Linked DNA regions of Mus musculus: region 1 is linked to region 2. The links are chromatin contacts, called in public Hi-C maps. All regions are on one chromosome and are shown on one strand. The core of a region is the stretch at or near the end of the contact, and the rest is flanking DNA. Distances in the headings are between cores, read along the strand shown.

Region 1 (4,553 bases), core at 632-3,131, 540 kb after region 2:
GCTTTTCACTTTGCAGTGGAGCAGTTAAACAGTCTGCTTTGGAAGGAAACATCAGGAAGAATGTTCCTGGATAACTTTACCTCCTCTCTCCCCAGTTTGCTAAGTCTCAGCACCTTAGCAACAGCTTTGCCATGAGGGAGTGTCCAGGCAAGCACAGAAGTATACAGTCCTGAGAGCTGAACCATGGCTAGCTTTAGGCATCTTCCCCTAGAGAGGGAGTTCTACTTCTTCTTTGGCGACTCTGTAACACAACGAACCAGAACTCTAATTGCTAGGATGATTTATGGACTGATATGCATATTAAGTCCCTTCCTTTTTCTACCTGTATTCTAGAAACTGTACACAGAACGTTGGGGGTATCAGCACTGCTGTGGACAAAGGAATGTGCTTCTCTTCCACCTGGAACTTACATAGCCACACCACTTTCAAGGCGGTATTCTCCCCCATAAAGGCTAAGCAGCAGAGTCCTTCCTCCCTAACCCTGAGGAATGACAGTCACTATGGCAAGCACCTTGTGAGTAACACCAACTTTCAGTGAGCTGGGAATGTATGTATGCTGTGCCCTTGAGACCACTGTAGTACAAGAGCTTGCAAGACAGGAGGACAAAACCCAGAGCTCTCTTTTCACCCACTACTACCTAAAGGACAGTCATGAAGGCTCTGAGCAACTACTAGGAAGCAACAAAGGCATTAAGGCCAAAACAGGTGGGGGCAGCTGATCAGTGTCTTGGAGTGGCTGCCAAGAAACCGAGAAGAATATGGCTAGGACCAGCTCTCTGAGAAAGACATCCCTACAGAGACCTTCCATATTTACATGAGACCCCACCCTGCTGTGGAGTTGGCAGCAACCAATTCAGGGCAAGCCAGAGCTATGGTAGGCATGCAGGCCAGCTACAGCATGCTCATAGGAATGTCACAGATGATCTTGCCATGTCATCCTCCTGGAGACTCTCCAGAAGGACACAGAAGAATAGGACTCTTGCCACTAGACCCTGGCTTCTTCAGAGAAATGAGCAGCAGTGGCTGTACTGGGAGCCAGCATTAGGATCCTTTAACCTAATGGCTATTCACCACAGTTCAAGTCACCGCTAGGTTAGCTGAGTTCCCTCCATGTCTTCTCCGGGCCTTGAAAAAAAAATCTCCCTTGCTGCCAAAACTGGCAGTCCATCCGCCTACAAGAAAGTCAGAATCTGCTTGTTTTGTGCAAAGACGCCAAGAAAAGGCGCTTGAAGGATGTCACCAGCTCTTAGAGAAGATGGTGCAAGGAACCCTCTGTCTCCTAACCATCTGTCTGAGGACAAAGTCCACAGAGCCACCCTTAATCCCACCCTAATTTGAGGCATTAGGCTATGAGCAGCCTGGACTACACAGCCTGAGAAAACAGTAACCTATGGTTGATAAGGGAATGACCCAGACCATCCCTCCTCAAACCTCAGCATTTCTCACCCTGCCCCCCCATCTAAGCCCAACTGTGCCTCTATTGCTCTGGACTCAAGCCAAGCTGCCACCAGCAACATCCTCGGAAAGAAGCAAACCACAGCAAGAAGAGGGAGCCCATCCTCCAGCCAGTGCATTACAGGGGCTGGAAGATCTCCTTCTCTGATTCTCAGGGGCACCACTTGGTCTCTTGAACTGCAGCAAGCCTAGGGCAGCCACAACAGGAGAGTAGAGTTAGCAAAATCAAAGGCTAGGAGAGAGGTGGAGAGTCTGCCAGAAGAAAAGGCATCTCTGGCTTCCTAACCAGGTTCAGTGTCTCTAGAATCAGCAGTTACAGACCCACTAAAAGGCATTTGGGCAAGAGGACCCTTGCTCTCCATCCCACTGGGTCTTTTGCAGCATTTCAATCGTCCCCACCAACAAGTGGCCCAGGACTGCCACCTAGTGGACTCTGCTCAATAAGCACGACAGAGAGGGGCCAGACCCGAGAGAGGTTGGGGGTGGATGTACAGCAGTGTGACCTCATTCCCAAGATTCAGTGGGATTCTCCCAAGCTGTGCAATAAGCCAAACTTTTGAGAAAACAGTTACCCAGGAGTCAGAGTGAAAAGCAGAAAGAAGTCAGTTTATGAGTCTGTCCTCCTTCCCAACTTTTCCCAAGAGCAGACAGCAGCTTCCCTGCTCACACCTGCCCTATGGCAGTACAGGAAAGGAAATTCATGGAGTAGGCACACCAATTCCAAATGCCCTTCTATGCTGCTCCTTCCAGAGATTTCAGGACATGAACTTCTTAGAAAATACTTTCCATGGCCATAGGAAGTGGCTCACTGTGGACACAAGAGGTGCTCCCGAGAGGAAGATAGGAACCCAGATCGAGTATGTCTGGTAAAGGGTTGCACAGACCTAGTATACGTCAATGTCCGGGGCCCCTCTGCCTCCCTTTGCTTCCTAGCCAGGATGAGATGAGCAACTTAGCTTTGCCATGTCCTTCCACCTGCCTCCTCACTGCCAGAAATATAGCCAGCTATGAGCAGAGAGTTCTGAAACCATGAGCCCAAGCAAGCGGTACCTCCCTTTCAACTGTATCTCTCAAGTATTCGTCACCGTGGCCAGCACAGTTCCTAATGGCTCCTAGAGAACAGAAGCCACACAGAGTTCAGAACAAGATGAATGTGGGAGTCACTGAGGGTGGGGCAGTGAGGAGGCAACAGCAGAGAGTGAGAATTTCCATCTGTCCCCAACAGCCATGCCTCCCTCCTCCACTGTGACAGAGCTTCAGCTTGACGACAGTTAGACACAATTCCTAAACAGCTTATAGCTGAGAGAGGCCACAGGACCGTCCAGCCAACAGGACATGTCTAGAAATGGTGTGCTCAGTTCTGTTCTTGCTTTTAAACTGGCCGTGATCTCACCAGGCCCCCCTCCCCATCAGGGAGAGCTGGAGCAACCACCTGGAAGCCACACATGCTGAGGCTGGAAACCCTACGAGCCCAGACCACCGAGCTATGGAAAAGGGTGCTGGGTCTTTCTACTTGTGTCACTCACTGTGCTGCTGGGCTCCCAGTCAATATCCTGCCTATCTACTCAGTCCTCCAAGACAATCAGTGTCCTGTCTGATCATCACAACTTTCCCTGGGATGGTGGTGAGCCTCCCACTGATCTTGCCTCCTCCACTCTGAGCCCTCCTCCACCTTGATAAAGACCTACCATAAGCTCCCTCCTATCTCCAACCCTGACTGTCCCCTCTGCTTGAGAAATCTTGTGACTTGAGGACTCCCTTGCTTGCCCCTTTTAAGTCACAGCTTTCTCAGCTTATGACCCCAGGCTTGTCAACGAGTTCTCCTCCTCTGACCTTGACTGCAGTGCTGCCGCTCCTCATCCTCAGACCTCTCCCCCTCCTCCCTCAGTCTAAGTCCTACTGACCCTCAGGCTTGGTCCAAGTGTCAGTTTCTCAGAGAAGCCTCTTGCACACCTCAACCTACATTAGGTCCTTATTGCTACTCTCACTAAGCATTGTCCACCTCACTAGCATCTCTCTTAGCTCAGTTTGTAGCTCAAGAGTGTTTGCTTGTTTGATGTCTGCTTTTCCAAGGGGAGTCTAGGCCACAGCAGAGCAGGTTCTATGTCAATAATGCATGTCCAACACACTAAGACAACAAAGCCCAGATAGACAGCTGCAGCAGAGGAAATAACAGAAATCCATGTGAGGACAGTGAAACTCAATGGACAGATTTGTTGGAAAGATCATAGAGACATCTGAGGAGGCATTCATGGAAGTAGAAGCCAAACTGTCTGAGAAGTGAGATCACAGCTTTACCACCGCACCTCCACCACCCTCCGTGATAAAGGGACAGGAAGAGGAGGGAGGAACCTAGAAGGGCTGCTTAGGAAAGGCTATCGTCTTCAGAAAGGGTACTAAGTATAAAGAATGGGGCTCTGGGGAGGAGGAAGCGACTAGGTCCAGGATCCAACCCAGGTCACTTGAAGGCAAGGTACCTCAGAAGCAAAGACTTAGAAGCTAGGAAGGGGCTAGGGAAAGGTGTGTGTGGCTGGTGTGGCAGAGAGTCTTTGCAATGGGATGCCAGGAAAGGTGATCTTTCTAGACTCTCAAGGTCTCTCACAACCCTCAGGAGCTAGGCCCAGGTGTGGAGGAGCATCTAACTGAAACACCCAGGCTGAACAGTCATATGTGGCAGGCCTAGAGGATAAAACAACATGCAGAAGCAGTTCTCAACACAAACTTGTCAGACAGGAGAAATGCTCAAGGTTAGAACCATTGCAGGCCTTGGAGAAAGCCAGAAAGGAAGTTGGTGGGGCAAGAAGGAGAAAGTGAACACAGTTTCTGACTTGAGATGCAGTCCAGAAAAAGACGCCCCTAGAATGTAGGAAGGCTCAGTGATGGATCTGGAAAGAGAATCAGGAATGCTGTTGTAGAGCCCCCCTGCTGTCCTGGCTATCAGGACCCAGGGGTCACTGTTGTTGAGGGTTTGTCATCCTGTTATCTTCTGTCACAGTAAGAATGGGGGGATCTGTCCCACAGATATCAGCAGTCTAGCAGGCCAACTGGCTCCCATGCAGTACACCCAGAACTGTGAGTCCTGGCTCTGGTCAGAAGGG
Region 2 (4,985 bases), core at 1,932-4,431:
GGTGTTTAGAGGTGGACTTTTGAGGCATGAATCATAAGATTAGATCAACAGCGTGGGGCCCCATGGTCAAATCCCAGTAGCTTTGTAGAAATGGAGATCCCTCTCGGAGGACCTCGCACTCCCTCCCATCACTAGATGTAACCGCAGAGACCTTTGTTTGAACGTCCAGCCACTAGCACTGTGAACTAGATAAACCCATTTTCTTTATAAAGCCGATCGCTGTGGGTCTTCTGTTCTAGCAACAAAAAACTGACAACCATAAATGAGAGATTAGTTATGAGCTGCTGACAAATCGGTGCATACAACTGTCAGGACTTACAGAAGCCTGTTTATTTGGGAAAAAAAGAAAGGCTACAAATAGCCAAGAGTGAGAGTTCTCCAACAAGAGCATGAATTAGAAGCAATTAAAAAAAAAAAAAAGCTCTAAGGTTGAATGTATAAATGTATACATAAATTTGAAAGAATAGAAATTGAAAGAACCCTCCTGAACTGTTCACAAAGGTTAGCTCCAAACGAACAGGACAATGGAGCCGGACAATGAGCGTGATTGCAGAAGAACGCTCATGTTTGGTTCTCTGCAATTCGGAACTGATTGACTATTTTGACAGGGAAAAAATATTTTTGTACTACCTTTGATTCTTAAAACCGATTTTAAAAAAAAATTAAAAAAAAAGATCGTGCCAGTCACATTTTTTTTTTGACAATAGAAATAAAACTGGAAATGAACAAGAGGACAGCATCCCTAAATCTAGCCACTTGGAAATTTAAAAACAAATCTAAATAACGTGAGTGAAACAATAAATCAAAACTGAATTATCAACAATTTAGAAATGAGCTACAATAAAGGCTCGCCATAAAAGCCCCCAGGATACCGCCCAAGCCGCGGTGCTTAGAGGAAAATGAATAGCTCTAAATGCAGTCATTAGAAGGAGGAGAGATTGAAAAGAATTCAGCTTTCACCTCAATAAGCGCGGAAATGAACATCAAAATAAATCCAAAGAAAGCCAATGGAAGAAATTAATGTAGAAAAGGAGCACGAATTAATGAAATAGAATAAAACAATAGTGGGCTCTCGCTATAAAAATGAAATATAATGCTTTGAAAACAGCTGATAAACTAAACCAAACTAGCACATTTGAGCAAGGAACCACACACTAGCCACGGGCATGAAGGGGCCTTCCGGATGCGCCGCTTGGTAGAACACAGGGAAGCACAAAGACCAAATTTTACCAGTAAATCTGATTATCAAAAGCAATCAAGGCGGTTTTAAAAGGGAAGAAATGGGTCTGTGCAAGGCGGAAGTCTTCCTCAAGCTCCACCCCGGCCCTGCCATCGGGGATGCCCTCGAACCATCCCCCACACGGTCACGGTAGCCGCGGTCCCTGAGGGCTGAGAGGGAGGACTTCACAGGCTGGATCTGGTCCTGTGGACAGCTGTAGGTAGTCGTCAGTGGGGTTCTGCCGCATAGTCTTGGGGGAGGGTAGACCTCGGAGCGTTGTAGAGCATGTTGGGTAAGTTTCCTGCTGGCTGTTAGAGCCTCAGTCCACAGCCAGGAACCACGCCTGATAGTCCACACTGAATCAGGATGAGATGGGAAAAATAAAGAACAAATACATCCCCAAAGAGAGCTAAGAGGGCAGCCCTAAAAAAGAAAGGGCAGCCCTAATAAAGAAAGAAAGACCAAAAAAAAAAAAAAAAAAAAAAAGGAAGGAAGGAAGGAAGGAAGGAAGGAAGGAAGGAAGAAAGAAAAGACCCAGGTGGGGAATTTGTACGACATCTTGCAAAAAACCAAAAAACAGACTGGGAACCCTGTGTTCATTTTTCCCATTGTTATGTCTTAGTGAATGGAAGTTTGTGAGTCATGGGTCCAGCACTGAGTGGGTGGAACACTACATGTTTATAGGCTGGGGCTTTCTTAGGAGCCTCTGAGTCCCTCTTCTGATGGTCTAGATCCTTATAGTAGAGACAGAGAAGATGGGGATTAGAAACCAGGAAATGGCTAATTCATTCATTCATTCATTCGTCCCTGTGCTTGTCCTGTTTGAAGCATGAAGACCACAACAGTGATCAGGCAATCCCTAAGGCCTCAGTGGTGGTTTGGGAAGGAGTCACAGTAGCAACGAATGACCAGTTCAAAGGTCCTGGGGCAGGAGCAAGCCGGCCATCGCAGGGAGCAGTTCAGAGGCCAGGATAGCTAGAATGATATGGTTGGTGGAACAAATGAAGTCAGAGCCGGGCAGGCACCGCGACCACTCAAGAGCTCTCTCTCAGTGAAGATTACAGACAAGATCTGATGTGCTCTTTAGAAGATTTTTCCCCCCAAGGCACAGGCATGAGAAGAAGAGGTTCAAGGTCAGAGTAGGGTCTAAGGTCACTCACTGTCTGGAGGTGGGAATGGAACCAGGGTGTGGCAGTGGAGGGATCTTACACTGACACATATCAGTGTGAGTCCGGCAGGATTGGCTTGTAGTTCTCTGTGGCAGAGCTGGAGAAGTGCAGGGTGGTACCCAAAGCACCTCTGCAGGTTCCTTGGGTGAGCACCAAGGCTCTGGATTTCTGTGGGGAAATAAGAAAGAAATCCTGAGGATTTCTTCTGTGGGGCTGGGCAGAGATTCAATCCTGGTGGGCACAGGGTGGAGGGTGAAAGAGCAGCCCGGACAGAGTAAGGCTCAGGGGGTGTGACTGGGACTTGGGTCTGGTCCTGCACCTGCTCTGACCACCGTATCTTTCAACCCCCTACTCTACTCTTTGCGAGCACAGTTTGTCTGCTATTAACTGGCTAGGCCCCCCAGTCACTAGCCTCGGCTGAGACTCTGCCCTGGCTCCCCGCCTCCCTGCTGTGGCAGCCTCTGGGATTCACAATTTCAGCCTGACACCATAGTAACCACTTAGTGCGGTTCAAGATTCCAGTGTCATCCCTGGTCGCGCTTGAATAGGATGAGGCAGGGTGGGGGAGGGGAGGGCCCTGCAGAACCGCAATTATTTCTCAGTTGCCAAGGAAAATGTAAACAGAAGGTCAGCCTTGGCGGAGACTCTGTTTTATTTTTCCCTTTGTAGGATGGGTTGATTTGGGGAGATTAAATTGTGTGTTATTTTTCTTCCTGGGCTTCCCATCCTCCCGTCGGCCCGTTGACAGAGGCAATACAGCTGCAGAGACTGGGACTGAGACTGCACCGCAGCTGCCGCTCCAGCCTGCCCGGAAGCTGGAGAAGCCCCGCCCAGCTGTCCCCACCCACCAGAGTGCAGCCCCGGAGCCTGACCTGGGATTTTAGCCTGAAGTCAGGGCGAATAGTGTGGGTGTGAACCCTCGGCTCAGCAGAGGAACCAGCCGAACTACAGGAAGCTAGAAGAATGACCTGACAACTCACAGAACAAGGGAAAACAAGGAATTGTGCTGATTTAAGTTGCTAAAGCCAGGCAAGGTGGCTCATGCCTTCATCCCAGCACTTGGGAGGCAGAGGCAGGCAACCTCTGTGAGTTTGAGGCTAGCTTGGTTTACAAAGCTAGTTTCAGGCAGCCAGGGCTGTTACCCAGAGAAGCCCTGTCTCAAAAGAACAAACAAACAAACAAACAAAAGTTGCTGAGACTCGGGCTAGTTCCTTAGGTGGCGAAAGTTCCCTGATACATCCTACTGTTCTCTCTGACCAGGAGGGTTTCTTTTGCAGGAGAGGGAGTCATTGTCCCCGGTTTCTCACGCTCTGGATGGCGACTAGGCCTCCCTCGGGAGGCAGTGGGGGCTCTGTTGCCTCGAGGAAGTCCTCCCTCGCCTTCACTGTAGACCGTATGCATACCAGATTGGAGTTGTCTTTAGTTGTGTGCGTGGGACTTCTACTTTGAACTCTTCCAGAGAAGGGTCCTGCCATGTTTGAGGTCCCAGCCCTGGTGTCAGTCTTAATTTCAGTTGCTGCATCGGGGACCTGGGAGAGATGCTTTCAGATAGACTTGGCTGTTGCCTCTGGTCTCGGGTTATCATCTGGCCTGGAGGCTGGACCCTGTGAGGAACCAGCTTTACACTTGGCTCAGGAGCACCAGAATCCATCAGGACTGAAAAATACTGCCTGCCATCTACCTTCACCAAGCCTTGAGCTGACCTTATTAGACAGCCGCAAGAGGGAGAGGGAAAAGGAGAGGAGGAGGAAGCTGCCAACAAGGTTTCTGGCATCAGGGGGCCAGTTTCTTCAGCAGCTCCTGAGTGCTTCTTCCTACATCTTTCCTGGATATGGGAATCACAATGGAACCAGATGTGAGCTGGAGGGTCCTGATGCCAGTTAGCTCTGCACGGCCAGAGCCCTTTAACCATGGCTTTAGGAAGCCTGTTTACTGTGGAGACCCAAAATTAACTTTGTGCTGCAGGGTTAGGCAGATCTAGCAGCCTCCTGGCTCAGCAGCAGGGAGAACTCTGGTGGGGTGCTTGCTCTCTCTTCCTGACCTCTCCCACCAAGGATGTTTGCACTTTGTAACCTGGGTGCTACCCAACCTCCCTCACCCCCTGGAGGATCCAGCTCCATGCTGCCTAGAAAACCCAGCCTGGAGGCTCCACAGGCCACAGCTGGCCCTGGTGGAGTGTGCCTGCTCACTGAGCTCCAAGTCCTTCCTTCGCCTCCTCTGAGCCCCATTTTACCGAAACATGCACATGGACAATGGATTCTCTGTTTTGCTGGCACACAGGCTGTTCCTGCTCAGGTGTTTTGTTTTGTTTTTTTTCCCTTTGCGGCTCCTGAAATCAAGTCTGTTTACCTTACGCCATGATCCTTTCAAGAATCAGAAAGGGACCTATACCTTCTCACCTCTTCTAAGCAACCTGCACTCCTCTGGGAAGGCAGGTACACAACCCTTTCTGGCCCTCCATCACTCCTGCTGTGTGCCATGGCACTATGCACACACCCGAGTTTCCTGGCCACCCTTGGTGCCCATTGCACAGAGGCAAAGTAGAGGCTTACAGAAGATAAGAACCCAGAGCTGGTGCAGCCTTTCTGCACATCCAT

The links. Hi-C and Micro-C count contacts between places; a contact is called where the count stands out from the background.
Region 1: a contact with region 2 is called in a Hi-C map of bone marrow-derived macrophages, with 20 read pairs. The contact joins two enhancer-like sites. A contact is called at or near these places in 3 of 15 datasets of contacts at CTCF or cohesin (the NIH/3T3 cell line, embryonic stem cells and stem cell-derived epiblast-like cells), 2 of 484 Hi-C or Micro-C datasets (bone marrow-derived macrophages and ventral hippocampal neurons) and 5 of 115 datasets of contacts at active chromatin or transcription factors (embryonic basal ganglia, embryonic hindbrain, embryonic midbrain and 2 more).

What each region holds. Positions count from the first base shown.
Region 1 is chr6:89,551,615-89,556,167 of GRCm38.p6, forward strand. The region is part of intron 4 of Chchd6 (coiled-coil-helix-coiled-coil-helix domain containing 6); the gene reads right to left. Among named protein-coding and RNA genes, the nearest start is that of Chchd6, 42 kb to the right of the region's middle. Within about 2 kb of position 1,882, at least 38 of the 459 cell types and tissues checked have an H3K27ac peak or open chromatin away from gene starts, as enhancers often do. A contact at or near this core is called in bone marrow-derived macrophages, where this site is marked.
Region 2 is chr6:89,005,835-89,010,819 of GRCm38.p6, forward strand. No RefSeq gene overlaps it. Among named protein-coding and RNA genes, the nearest start is that of Gm36639, 16 kb to the right of the region's middle. Within about 2 kb of position 3,182, at least 136 of the 459 cell types and tissues checked have an H3K27ac peak or open chromatin away from gene starts, as enhancers often do. A contact at or near this core is called in bone marrow-derived macrophages, where this site is marked.